Regions from separate parts of the Triticum aestivum genome. Here region 1 is linked to region 2. The links are chromatin contacts, called in public Hi-C maps. All regions are on one chromosome and are shown on one strand. The core of a region is the stretch at or near the end of the contact, and the rest is flanking DNA. Distances in the headings are between cores, read along the strand shown. Region 1 holds the start of LOC123111034 (V-type proton ATPase 16 kDa proteolipid subunit). Region 2 overlaps LOC123111032 (filament-like plant protein 2).

What was found. A called contact is a pair of places that touch in the nucleus more often than the background predicts.
Region 1: a contact with region 2 is called in a Hi-C map of leaf, with 5 times the contacts expected there. The contact joins the promoter of LOC123111034 here to the enhancer-like site in region 2. A contact is called at or near these places in 3 of 5 Hi-C or Micro-C datasets (all in leaf) and 1 of 1 datasets of contacts at active chromatin or transcription factors (leaf).

Annotation. Positions count from the first base shown.
Region 1 is chr5B:210,786,463-210,793,571 of IWGSC CS RefSeq v2.1, reverse strand. LOC123111034 (V-type proton ATPase 16 kDa proteolipid subunit) reads right to left here and starts at 3,600. Exons shown (of 3, transcript XM_044531711.1): 1 at 3,298-3,600; 2 at 2,775-3,060; 3 at 1,165-1,585. The coding sequence starts at 3,376. The coding sequence ends at 1,453.
Region 2 is chr5B:210,383,456-210,390,207 of IWGSC CS RefSeq v2.1, reverse strand. It overlaps LOC123111032 (filament-like plant protein 2), which reads right to left. Exons shown (of 5, transcript XM_044531709.1): 3 at 6,698-6,752; 4 at 3,321-5,635; 5 at 2,272-3,119. The coding sequence ends at 2,739. Among protein-coding and RNA genes, the nearest start is that of LOC123111032, 12 kb to the right of the region's middle. Within about 2 kb of position 1,862, at least 1 of the 8 cell types and tissues checked has an H3K27ac peak or open chromatin away from gene starts, as enhancers often do. A contact at or near this core is called in leaf, where this site is marked.

The DNA.
Region 1 (7,109 bases), core at 2,351-4,850, 400 kb before region 2:
AAAAAGTCGCGCACGTGTCACCTTGAAACAGTGCAGGTCGCTGACAGTGGACCCATGCATGCTGGATACGCATGCACTGGAACAGAGTGACTGTATTTGAACCAAATGACAAGTTGTATGACCGAAAAAACGTATTTTCAAAGATCTAGCACTAAACTGTCGACACAAGTTTAGTGACTACAAGTGATATTACCTCTATTATTTATGTGCTATATTTGATATGATATTAATTGCATGTTAAACACGTTGAGGGTTCGTTATTGGAGCAATCTAGGTCACTGAATTGACCTGAATTGATGGCCGAGATCAATTGGATATATCCCTTATCATTTTATATTGGTATATCAATTTAGAAAAGTCAAAATAATCTTGAAGTATTTGGAATCAGACATGATCAGGTATTACATGTGTGAAAAGTAATTCTCAAGAATCAAACATGAACATACACTTGTGTGAAAAGTAATTCTTGAAACTTTTCACACGAGCGTAACACCTGATGATGTTTGATTCCAAAATAATTCAGAATTTTTGACTTCTAAAACTTTCTAAATTATTTTACAGTTCAGGTGCATTGGCACCCAAAGATCCGCGTGGGTATCAAACGCCAAAGATCCACGTGGGTTCAAACGCCACTATATTTGAGCGTAGCGGAGCACACCATTCCGTCTAGTACATCGCAGCGGCGAAGGATTCAGACCTCCTTTGATTTGGAGGAATTTTGTAGGATAGAATTTCTATAGAAAAATTTTGTTTACTGTTCGTAGGAATACAAATCAAATTCTCATTAAGGAATTCTCTATCTCCATATTTCATAGAAAAATAAACATTAGCAAGGACATATCATTTTCTATTCATAGGATTTGAGATGCATGGCATCTTATGTTTACAAGTTTCCTATCCCTATGATATTACTACCCTATGAATCAAAGGAATTCAAAGGATTTTAAATTTGTAAGGAACTTTGGTGGCATCAATAGAGAAACAATAGAATTTTGGATGGTTCCTCGGTAGGATAGTACAAAAACAAATCATTAAAAAATCCTATAGAATTTAATCCTACAAATCACTTTTGAACCAAAGGGGGCCGTTCTGGTGTTCTAGTTTCAAACCATGTGTACTTCTCCTTTGCGAAAAGGATAATACACAAGAAAGGATATTGTGGGATGAATGGACAAAACTCAATTGCATTGCAAGTTCTCGCTTATTCACCAGATTACACCGTCCAGCCAGACCCAAAAGGTAAATAACTGTGCACAAATAAGCATCAACCCCCACCCAGCATCCTGACGGAAAAAGAATGGTACATCAAGGGCAAAGCTCCCCTGGCTACAGATGTTTTTTTCTCCACCAAACAGAAGAATGAAAACTAGACATGATAACCTCTAGAGCTCAGTTTGCTGTCTGAATAATATAAAACAAGAGGGCACACAGGGCCGCGTGTGTGGAACATGCCTAATCGGCACGAGACTGGCCAGCTCGGGATGACAGGATGATGCCGACAATGAGACCGTAGAGAGCGAGCGCCTCTGCGAAGATGAGGATGAGGATCATGCCGACAAACAGCTTGGGCTGCTGAGCATTTGCCCTGCAGACAATGATGTTTGATCAGAACGGGGTACAATTTAGGCAAGTTCCAATTGATCCTCCGATGGTAAGGCACGCATGTCAAATCAACAGTATATAGAAGGTAACAGATTTAAATTGCATAATCTTGTACTCCCTCCGTCCGAAAATACTTGTCGGATGAATGGATGTATCTAGACGCAATTTAGTCCTAGATACACTCATTTTCATCCATTTCTCCGACAAGTATTTGGGGACGGAGGGAGTACTTAGCAATTATCAGGTCTTACCCAGGGAGCAACAAACCAGTAGAAAGGAAAGAGCTAACTATAACATTGACAAATACTAAACCCTTAACAAGTTATTAGAATCAGCGTAGCTTAGTTACAAGTTTGGGAGTTTCATTTACAGATAGCAGTATGCATACATATTGCCAAAACTTAACAAGCAGAGAGAATCATACTACTAACTAAACATATAGGACATCACACTAACTAATAAACTACAAAGACCAGAACAAATACAAAGTATACAGTTCAAAGAGTATCATAATTCATAAGTCCACAAAGGCGGTTCCACTGAAAAATGTTTTTGTCTGGTGAGCAGCATATATAAAGTAAATCCACCATAATAGACCGACTTACACAAAATTCATGGTGAAAGAAGTAATTGACATAACAAAGGCTCATCGTCTATAGTACGTAGGTGAGGGAATAAATTGCCAGTGTCATTTTTCTATATGTCAAGATTGTTTCCTAAGATAATTGGTACAACAAGCATATCATGCCTAGAGAGAAGTGTAGTAATAATAAGAGCTCGTATATGTTCATCCTCAGATTTCAGCTTATTGATGAATTGTTAGTCTAGTCATAAACAACCTAAGTGGATTTGTGTAGAGAATGATCCATGCTGTAACTGAAATTTACTTCTGTTAAGGCTATATTGGAGTATATTGAGACAACCAAATAATGAAACTTGAACAGCGAGCCTACAGAGATTCGAATCTCAAACAGAATCAGGCCAATGAAATTGGGTCAGAACCATCCACCTAAATGCATTCCTTCAAATGCAGCACATGCGCCTGCTAGCTACTACTATGTAGGCACAGGCGTGAGGCATGTGCATTAACAATGCAAATTAGTCATCAACAAACCAACATAGCAGCAAAATCAGTGCGCATAACACAATAAGAGATGATAAATTGAGCTTACCTGACTCCAGCATCACCAACAATGCCGATGGCCATGCCAGCAGCAAGGCCGGCAAGGCCACAGGCGAGCCCGGACGAGAGGTGGGCGTAGCCGTCGAAGAGGTAGTAGGGCTTGGCCTTGGGGTTGATCCCGGTACTGATGATGACGGCGATGATAAGCCCGTAGATACCGAGCACTCCAGCCATGACAACGGGCACGATGGACTTCATGACGAGCTCCGGGCGCATGACTCCCATGGACGCCACGCCGACGCCGCTCTTGGCCGTCCCGTAGGCCGCCCCCATACCTGCAAGGATGGGTCACGGAGAGATCTCGTCAACGATCGCAGGGACTAACCCAGGACCAAAGCGCGCGCTTCGTCTCGCGTGCTAAACGAATCGAATCTACGGAATCGAAGGACCAGCGCGCTAGAAGGGACAACGCTCCGCCGATCCGGGCGGATCAGAGCTCCAATCTTATTCCCGCAAACATATGTAAGCTACACAAAGGCTGGCAAGTTTGAGAGAGATGGGAGAGGGCGTACATGAGAAGACGAGTGCCGCGGCGGCGCCGAGAAAGCCGAAGAAGGGGGCGGTCTCATCGCCGCTGAACACCGACGACATCTTCCTCCTCCTGGTGCTACTGCTGGGATCGGGGTCTGCTCGCTCGTCCACCCAAGCAAGAGCTCGAGCTCGAGCTTTTCTGTTGTCGCTTTGGGATTTGGTTTGGGCTTTTTCACGATCTGATCTGAGGAGGAGGGCGTTGGAGATTGGGGAAGAAGAAGACGGGGTGGGGCGGAATGTTTTTTACTGGACGGTTTTGCCCCTCTGGATGTAGGAGCCGTGTACCCGTGGTTGCCCGGTCAGGAGGGGCACCGGTGCCCTTGTCTGGGTGTAGATTGTAGAATTGGTGTCTCACTGCTCGCGGGCCACGTGGGCGGAGCGTTGCGTGGTTGACGTTGTTCCAGCCTTTCGCGTACCCACGGGTCGTGCTCTACTCATCTACTAGTCGTCTCGTCTCTGGAACACGATTTCTGGCGGCAAGCAGCGGTGAAGTTCGTGGATCGTAGGTCGTGGTCTGTGTCAATATTCGCGAACTGATTTTTCTTTTTGCAGGGTAATATTCGTAAACTGATTTGTGAATATAATTTTGTGTTGTTTATGTGCGTACTGCATTTGTAAATCAAGACAGTATACTTGTAGATGTAGGGTCGGGTACCTCTTCGTGTGCCTTCTAAACCGTTGTCGCCCGTTTCTTCAACCAACATTTCTATAGAAGAAACGGTTAGTTCCAAGGATTGGACCATATCAACAAGAGGAGCAGAGTTATATCCAAGGATTTTACCGAAAAGGTTAGTTCTTCTTGTATATTTGGTCTTGATACATGTTTCCTGTTCTATACCCTTTAATCTCTCTAATACTTTTTGAATTTAGCACTCATGTTTATGTTGCTAGCTATGTGTTTTTGTATTTGCTTGTTTCCTTCGAATATCTCTGTTGTCGGACATATTAAGTCTGTTTAGTACGAGATATTATGATCAGGAATCTTAAAATACAGATAAAAACATATTAGTAACTTTATGTGTTTAAATTATCCTCCCTTGTGTGTGTGTGATTCCTCTCACACAGAATAGGGGCCTTATCTGCTAACCTCCTGCTGCCCGAAACAGGTGTAGAAAGCATTCACAAATACTTAGGCTTCCTTTGGTTTGGAGGAATTTCAAAGGAAAATTATAGGATAGGACTCTTTTAGGATTTTTTTTTTCTTTAAAGCCCTTTGGTTCATAGGAATGGACTCCTATTCCTACATAGGATTGGTTCCTATCCTCCATATTTCAAAGGAAAATAAACATGAGCCTAAACTCAATGGAAATATTCCTATAATGTGAACCAAATGACACCTCTTTTCCTAATCATACTCATAGGATTTGAGATATATGCCATCTCGTTTCCTACAAGTTTCCTATTCCTGTGATAATCCTTTCCTATGAACCAAAGAAAGCCTTAAAGTGATATGCAAATGGAATGGGAGTGTTCCTAACTGATAAGTTGATTTGGTCGGCATTGGACTAGTCAATACATCAAGGGCAAAGCTCCCTTGGCTACAGATGTTTCCCATTATTTTGCTCACATCTAACCTGTTTGATTTCTGGTACACCTATCGGTCCCTTCAAGGACAACAACCAACACGATTGTCCTGGACGTGGCTCATCTTTTTGATGAACCAACGACAACCCTACATCTCTGATCATGATACGCAATTACAACGTTGCATGTCATGACTAGGGAAATGGAATGACAATGAAATCCAATTGGTTGATTTGTCATCATCTTCCTGGTTGACTGGAGAGATAGGGCCCCTTGATTGGGGACCTGACTCGACAGCAACGCCGAACGTAGTGATCAAAGTATATTAGTTGGTGGAGGGAAGATCTGTACTCAGATCGAAGGGAGCAAGTACCCCCGACTCAGAGCTAGTCAAGAAAGCAAGGGTTCTGAGCTCTTATCCCTTCATGGGTAAGAGCAAAAACACGCAGTCCGGGGTTCTAGACTACTTCGATAGAGTCAGTAGCCGTAAACCCCGGATAGGGGAGACATGGCCTTTAGGCCATATCGACCCGATGCCGAAGGACTGTTCCTAGCCTAGGGGAGTGAATCTGAGAGGTGTGACAAGCTTGATGGAGGGAGTACTTGAAATCATAGTGAAGAGTACAGATCGACCGAAAGGTAGGTTAGGGAGCGGAATAGTTTATAACGGAGAGAGAATTTCCATTAGTGCAATTGTTTAGTTGAATTTCCATTAACAAGGTTAACAAGGAGTGGCCGATCACTTGAGGGAACGATCGAGGAGACCGAGCTGCATCGGTAGCTTTCTGTTATGTTCTATTCCTTTCCTTTGAAATAGTTGGCAAAGCTAGACTTTATCAAACGAACATGCCTAGTCTTTTCCCTTCTACGCCTTTGGGAAGGGGTTTGGGGGAAACCTTTTGTCCTTCCCTTGCCTTTTCTTTTCAGTAGAAAAGGAAAAGTACAGTTAGCCGGTTTCCAGTTCCTTACCTCACTGCTCCGTGTTAACGGAAAACAATAGGAAAAGTTCCTTTCCTTTTTGGCGGTTTAAGTGCAAGGAACTTGCAATAGAGTGCTACTTCATTTTTTCTGGAACACCTTTTAAGGCGGATTCCTTTAGTAAAAGAGGTGTTATGGTACCTCATATTTGCCTTGTGAAAACAAGGCTTCGATAGGTAGGGTCTGGAAGAGGCCTCCCTCATTCTTGCTCGTAAAACAAGTCTCTCTTTCAGTTTTGCTTTTTTTAGGCTTCCTTAATTTTGGGAAATCAAGCTGTTCGACCACATATAGGATCGGTCGCTCGGGAAAACCCATTGTTTCCTGTGTTTTTTTAAGCAAGGAAATATTCCTGATTTTAGGAAAAGTCCCTTGGTGCAAAGCTAGGGTCAACATAAAGTTTCCGACGTTAGGAGGAATTCCCCTTAATACCAAGATTGGATCTCCATGTTTGGGTGCACATGACCCATGCGCGAAGATTGGATCTCCATGTTTGGATCACAATTTCATAGTCAAATGCATGAAAAACAGGGACTTTGGGTAGGCGCGTGATGGATCGTCCGTACAGTCACTTAAATCGGCCAAAAAGGCTTCCTTTGTTTAGTCAAATAGCCTTTTCCCTTTGACCCCTCAGAGGATCAAATCAAGTCCGTCCACTTGAAAGTGAAGTACTTCAGTGAACGGTAGTTCATAACGTTGGTCTTATTCAACTTCCCTTCCAGTTTATATAAAAACCTAATGAGATTTATGCTCCAATCTAATGACTGGATTGAGCAGTACTATATACGTGACGCTTAACTTGTTAGTTACGATTAATGAAATTTAATTAATTAATCATTTTGATTTATTTATTGGTCAACTTCATAATTAGGAATGTTACAAAAATTGTGACGTCGAATTCTTTCAATTTAAATGAAATTTATTTCAATATTTTTGTGCATGTAATTTTTTTGTAACATCCCAAATTTTTAATTTGAAATGTTATACACTAGATCATCATTGCATATCATATTTTGTTGCTTTTGGTTTGATCCTAGAAATTCTAAGCAACTCAAGGACCCTCGGAGAGAGTTGGGGATTTCGTTATTTTCATATTTGAGTTTTCTCAAATTTTGAAAATAGGATCATTTGATTTTATTTATTTAATCTTCAATTATTTCAATTATAAAAATATGAGAGAGGGAATAAAATGACTTTCCCTAAATAAAGAAATATTAAGGATTTAATAAAAAAATCAAATAAGTTTTATTTTGGAGTTTTCGTTATTTTATTTGAATTTAGGAAAAATTGCACA
Region 2 (6,752 bases), core at 613-3,112:
CCAGGTCGTGGAAGTGCGAAACATGGCGCTGGCATCTGGATCAGAGGGGAGGTGGAGAAGAGCCCAGGGCCTTCGCAAATCTGTGCGCTGCAGCCAAAGCCAACGCACACGCAGCGTGATCCCGGCGTGATGAAGATCACGGACCCCGAGCCCCCCAAGGGAGAGGGGGCGGTAGACCCACGCCCAATTAACCATGCACTGGCCGTCGCAGGCATCATGACGGCTAGCCCAGAGCAAGCCGCGAATGATCTTGTTTGCTTGCCATAAGAATGTGCATCAGCATCGCGCAAAGGACATGTCAAACGAAAGCAAGTCTTTCACCACGAGATAGCATGGATCCCCTCCAGGTAGACAGCTTGCGGGATAGTTTGTTGATGAGCGGGAGCAGAGCTGCTGTAGTAGGCTTGCGGATGGACAAGGGGATGCCCAGGTAAGTCCTGGGGAACTGTGCGACACGGCAGTCCAGGAGTTGGGAGGCCTGAAGCTGTTGCTCGGCGGAGCAGCGGATTGGAAGCGCAGCGCACTTGGCGAAATTGGTTCGCATGCCGGACGCGTCCCCAAATATGCGCAATATCTCACGGGTCGCCATCAGGTCTTCCAGGTGTGGGTGGCAGAACACAACCACAACATCCGCATATAGAGATATGTTGGCTGCCCATGCCTGGTCGTCAACCGTTGAAGAACCCCCTTGGCCGCCGCATGGACAAAGATGGAGTTGAGGACATCCATGGCCAAGGTGAAAATCATAAGCGAGATAGGGTCGCCCTGACGCAGACCACAAGCGTGGCCGATCACGTCGCCAGGGGTGCTGTTGATGAAGACTGGTGGAGGCCGTGGAGAGTAGGATGGACATCCACTCTCGCCAACGGTCGCCGAATCTGAGATGTTTTAGCACCTCCAAGATGAATGCCCATGAAACAGAGTCGAAAGTGCGAGTGATATCCAGCTTCAGAAGTAATCTGGGCAGCCTCAGGTTGTGGAGCAAGTGCGTTGTCTGCTGAACTAGCAAGAAATTGTCGTGGATACGCCGGCCGGAGATGAACGCGCTCTGATTGATTGAGACAAGCGTCTGCAGCTTTGGCGCCAAGCGAAGGGAGAGAACCTTGGCGAACAACTTGGCGAAAAGGTGGATCAGGCTAATCGGTCTGTAGTCATTGAGTGCGGAGGCGTCAGGTCGCTTCGGTAGCAGGTTGATGAAGGCCTTATTGAGCTTCTGGAATCCACGCCCGTTCATGGCGTAAAGTTTGTCAAATGCAGCGGAGATATCCTCATTGATCGGCCAACACAAGCGTAGGAACTCCGCCGAGAAGCCAAGATCAAAGGTCATTTTAAATGATTAAATATTGGCACAATTATTTTCATTTATTGGCACAATTATTTTCATTTCTTCCAAGCTAGCATGATCACCCCTCGTGATGCAAATTCTATACACAAAAAATTAATTGTCTATGCTATACTCTCCAATCAAGTTAAAAGTAAATTAGAGGCGCAAACGCTTCATAGTGATTTTGAACATGTGATTTCACTATTTTGAACATGTTTAAATAAGCAAACATGCAGGAAGTCTTTGCAATTTTCGCATTTCTAAACATGGCCAAGTGCAACACCAACGCGCTGACCTAAAAGAACATGGATTTTGTCCGTTTGGGTCGGCCGAGTAGACGGGGTTGTCCGCTTTTTCATTTGGCTCGGCCGCGTCGTTCAACGGTTGTTGACGCATTTTTTTCATCCACTTAAAAAAAAACAATTCTGACAACATGCCTCTGAATTTAACATGCTTCCAGACGCTACCATACAGGCCCAGGTTAGATGGACGAATCGTCTACGGCCGCGTGGGCTAGTTGTGAGGCGGATAATGAGCGGCCACGGCTCGTCCGTCGCCGCGTGGGCTAGTTGTGAGGCGGATAATGAGCGGATGCACGGCTCGTCCGTCTCGTATCCGCGTGGACACAAATTGGGGCCCAGGTTAGTCGCCGCGTGGGCTAGTTGTGAGGCGGATAATGAGCGGATGCACGGCTCGTCCGTCTCGTATCCGCGTGGACACAAATTGAGGCCCAGGTTAGATGGACGAATCGTCTACGGCCGTGTGGACTAGTTGTGAGGCGGATAATGAGCGGACGCACGGCTCGTCCGTTGCCGCGTGGGCTAGTTGTGAGGCGGATAATGAGCCGATGCACACAAATTGGGGCTGCAAATGTGTCAAGACGAACAATTAGCGTGTTTTCATCCATTTGGTTGGCACGTTGGAGTTGCTATAATGACATTTGTCGAGAAATCTCAAAAATGTTAGTTAGCTCCCTTGTTGATTAAGGTAAGCTTGGTAAAAACCTGCACTTCTGTCTGAATGAGGCACAAATAGACCTAACTATTCATGAGCACACAACTAGTAGAAACCGCACCAAACCACCATAAATGCGTATCAACACAGCCAGTACACTGAGTACTACCGAGTTTATATTTTGAACCAAACAGCCAGCACCCATACAGTAAGACTTCATCAAGCAGGCTGTGAAAAACTGAGCTTGCTAGAATGGAATTTTGGCACACAAATCTTCTACCAATCAGTTTCTGTAAATGTACACTGATCTACTACCTCTACAGATGAGAGCATCAATGGACTGTTAGCCGAGCAATGCGGGCAATCTCTACTTTCTTCTCCTGCTCCGCTCCTACACATGAGAGCTGTCCATAAACTGTTAGCGGCAATCAATCTTGACATTCTAATCATCCATCAGCTCTTACTTTCGTCTCTTTCCCCTGTAGCTACTAAGCGACGACAGCCCCCCTGCAAACACCGACATTTCCGAGGGAGGGGGTGATGAAGGTCGAATCATCGACGGGAGTGGCGAAAAGCAGCCCACGTCGCCATCCGGAAGGTCAAGATCATATAACTCGTCAGCGAAGACTGCAAAGTTGGAACCAGTGCTTCTTTTTTGAAGGAGGCCAGGATCACTGGCTCTCAAGTTTAGTGCTATGTCCCTGGGTTCCAGCAGCAGTCCTAGTCCAGGCTCCAGCACCACGTTGTCAATCTCTGTCAGTGATTTCAATTGGCGTCCCAGTGAAGCAATGGTCTTCTGGCACTCTGCAAGCTTCCCGGCTGCACTAGCAAGCTCCTTCTCCTATACAAAGATCATGATTCATATTTAGACATAGAATATTGGTTCTCTTAATTTATATGCATTCAGGTTAACAGGTGGGATGTTTGAGCTGCACCAACTTTAGTGGCCCTCTTTCTACTCTGGATCGATAATCGACAAAACACAAATTCATAAATGTTATCAGAGCCGCAATCACCAGATTCAGTATAAAGAGAAATTTACCTGCTTGGTCTTTAGGTCTCCATTTGAGTTTGCAAGCCTCCAGAGTTTCGCGTCCCGAATATCCCTTGACAACTGAGCCTCCAGCTTTCGGCATTTCTGTTCATAATCTTCTGACAGCAACCTCTCCTGCACAACCTCCCCTTGGAGGAAGCTCACCATGTTCGTCAGTTTCACAACATCGGCCTTTGATGCTTCAAGTTGATGCTCCATTGCCGTTCTTTGTGACTGCACAGCCTCTTCCTTGGCAGTGAACTCCGCTGCTGACGACATCTGTTCGTCCAGTTTTGCTTCAAACAACTCAACCTTCTCCTTAAGCTTCCGGGCATCCTGATGTGCAGACTCGACCTCTGACTCCAACACCCTTTTTATGGCCTCTAGAGCTTCTAGCTGCAGCTGCAGCTCGTCAGAGAACTCCTTTTCCTTTACCACTTCATGCTCAAGCGCCGTCACCATATCACGCAGTTTCACAACTTCAGAGTTGACTAACTGGAGTTCTGCCTCCAATGATTCTTTAACAGACTCCGCAGAAATAGATTTCTCTGCTTTTTCTGCCAATTTTTCATGCAACGCCTTCTCTTTTTCAACTACCTCATTTTCTAGCGCTTTAATGATATCACGCAGTTTCGCTACCTCGCTATTTGCTGAACATAGCTGTCCCTCCAATGATTCCTTAACAGCCTCAGAATGAGTTCTCTCTGCTTCAATCTTCATGTCTAGCTGTGATGTCAGTTCTTCATGCACTGTCCTCTCCTTTTCTATCTCACTCTCTAATGCTTCGATAATGCCACGCAGTTTCTCTACTTCGGTGTTTGCGGAACACAGCTGTGCCTCCAATGGTTCTTTAACAGCCTCAACAGCTGCTTCAATCTTCAGCAATGATTGTATCATGAGTTCGTCGCGCAGTGCCTTCTCTTCTTCTACCTGATTCTCTAGTGATTTGATGATGCCATGCAGTTTTTGCACTTCAGCATTTGCAGAATACAGCTGTGTCTCCAACAATTCTTTAGCATTGCATGCAGCATCTGATTTTTCTTTGTGCTGCACAGAAAGAGCAGTCTCGGTTTCAATCCTCTCTTCCAATGATGCCATAGTCACCCGAAGCTCTGCGGCTTCGGCTGAGACCAGTTCTAACTGCGACTCAAATTCCTTCTTTTCTGCATTTTCTCCCAATGAAGCAACAATCGCATGTAGCTCCTCAGCTTCTACAGATTTGGACTCCAGTTGAAACTCCAAAGCCTTTTTCTCCGAGTCCAATCGGTCCACATCTCCCAGAGCAGCATATTTGGAGTCATTTGCCAAATCCAATTGCATTTGCATTTCAACCAGCCTGTTCCTTGCCGCCACTAGTGCGTCACAGGAGATGTCAAGCTGATTTCTAGCCTCTATAAGAGCTATCTCAAGCTCCTTCTTATCGCTTTCAACTATTTCAACCCTCGAATGCAAATCTGCAACATGACGCCGCAATTCTTCATTTTCAATTTTAGAAGAGTTGTTTCTCGTCACAGCCTTGTCGGAATCAGTCTCCATATCAAAGGTAGAGCTTGTCTGGTCTGATTCAGGCAATGCAGCCAACCTTTCCATCTCAAGGAAATCATCCATTAGGTCGATCTCAACAGGATTATTCATAATATTTGTTGCACTAGCCTTCGCATTCCTGAACTGGTCAAGCTCCGTAATCAGAGCAGATGCCCACGAGTCAGAATTTCTCAATTCACTATCAACACCAACCATACATTCTGCACTGTCAGAGTGGCTGTCAGTTAGTGATTCTGCGCTTGGCGGAGGTCTAGAATCATTGACCAATGCTGTTTTCTGAGCTAGATGATGTAACCTGCGGCATTCTGCCTCAACCCTAGCAATCTTTTTTATACTTTCCAGGTGCTGCTTGCTGGCTGTCTCTGCTGCTTGATTGCTCAAGTCTTTTTCCAGTGAGAGTATCTTCAGATCTTTGGACTGTACAAGGAGCTTGGCCTTGAGATCCAAGTTATCTTTCTCGATTGTCTGAAGCTTCTCTTGTAGATCAGGCTGTGCAGACACGGTGGAGGCTTCTGATTTGGTTGCTGCCAGCTGCTTCTTCAGCTCAGCAATATGGTTTTGCAGCTTGGAGTTCTCAGACTCCAACTCCTGGGACTTCTTGGTAAGTGCATCACGTATTATCTCCTCTTGTTCTTCCCGTACCAGGCGCAGCTGCCTCACACATTCCTTGAGGGCCTTGTCTAGGTGGCTGACCTGACCCTCGAGATAATCATTTCTATGGGAAGCAGCTTCAAGCAGCTTCTTGATGGCAGTAGCTTCGACTTCAGCTTGTTCCCAACCTACATAAAGGTTATCAACGAAATGGTTGTGAACATTACTGCATGGAATAATAAAGCTGAAAGTATCTTCCTCTTCTCTCTTGCAGAAATGAAGCTGAACATTACTTGCAGAAATACAATCCATCAACAAACTAAAATTTAAGCTAATAAATCAAATATCAACAAAGAACTAGCCATGGACAGGGGTGTGTGGAAGTTAGCTATCCACGTGCCAGAACCATGACTTGGGTTTCGAGATCTTATGGGTTTCAACACTAGCGTACTCCAACTTATTTGGAACTGAAAGGCTTTGTTGTTGTTGTGGAAATTATAGGATGGCTATTTGTGTTGTTCTGTTGTATTGATCTGACCCTCATATGGGGTATATATGGAAAATAGAAGTACATGGGAGGGAGAGAGACTTGGAGTAGAGGGCAAGTCGTACATGATTTAAACCGATTCTATCTCAAGTCCTAATCTCTAACTTAAACATAATTATACTTCTAACAGTTGTTGTAAATGAAATATGGGACTCCCTTTGACAGAATATATAATTTTCTACTATGGAGCCCGCAAAGGGGCTGTACATACTGCTGTACGAACAGCAGATGCTGGATACCTTATATGTAAACTTGTTGAAGTTGTTCAACATTTTATTGTGCGTAGAAGAGATTGTGGTACTATCCGAGATATTTCTGTGAGTCCTCCACCGGAGTTGTTGAATATCAACAACTTATTACACAAATCCCATTTTAGAGCGAGTAGAAGGATAGGTTTTATTAGCGGAGAAGAAACAGCAAATTGGGGCTTATCAGGACTGATGTTATGACCTTCTGAACAAAGAAAAACTGTCATTATTATATTACAAAGGATGAGATTAATTTGTAGGCGCCTTTTCTTATTCTAGCTGACAGAATTCCATCGGTCTAATTTAGGACTTCCCCATTTAATTTATTTTACCTAATTGTATCTACACCCCAGGGGCTAATACAGAAACAGAACAGTCCTTTCCTTTTTCTGATCATAGAGTATATAAATGCACAAGAACAAATGAGGGAATCATTCAATTCCCTTCAAGCTTACCTGCAACAGCCTCTTCTGTGACTTTAGCATGCTGCTTAACAAGATCCTCTTTCTC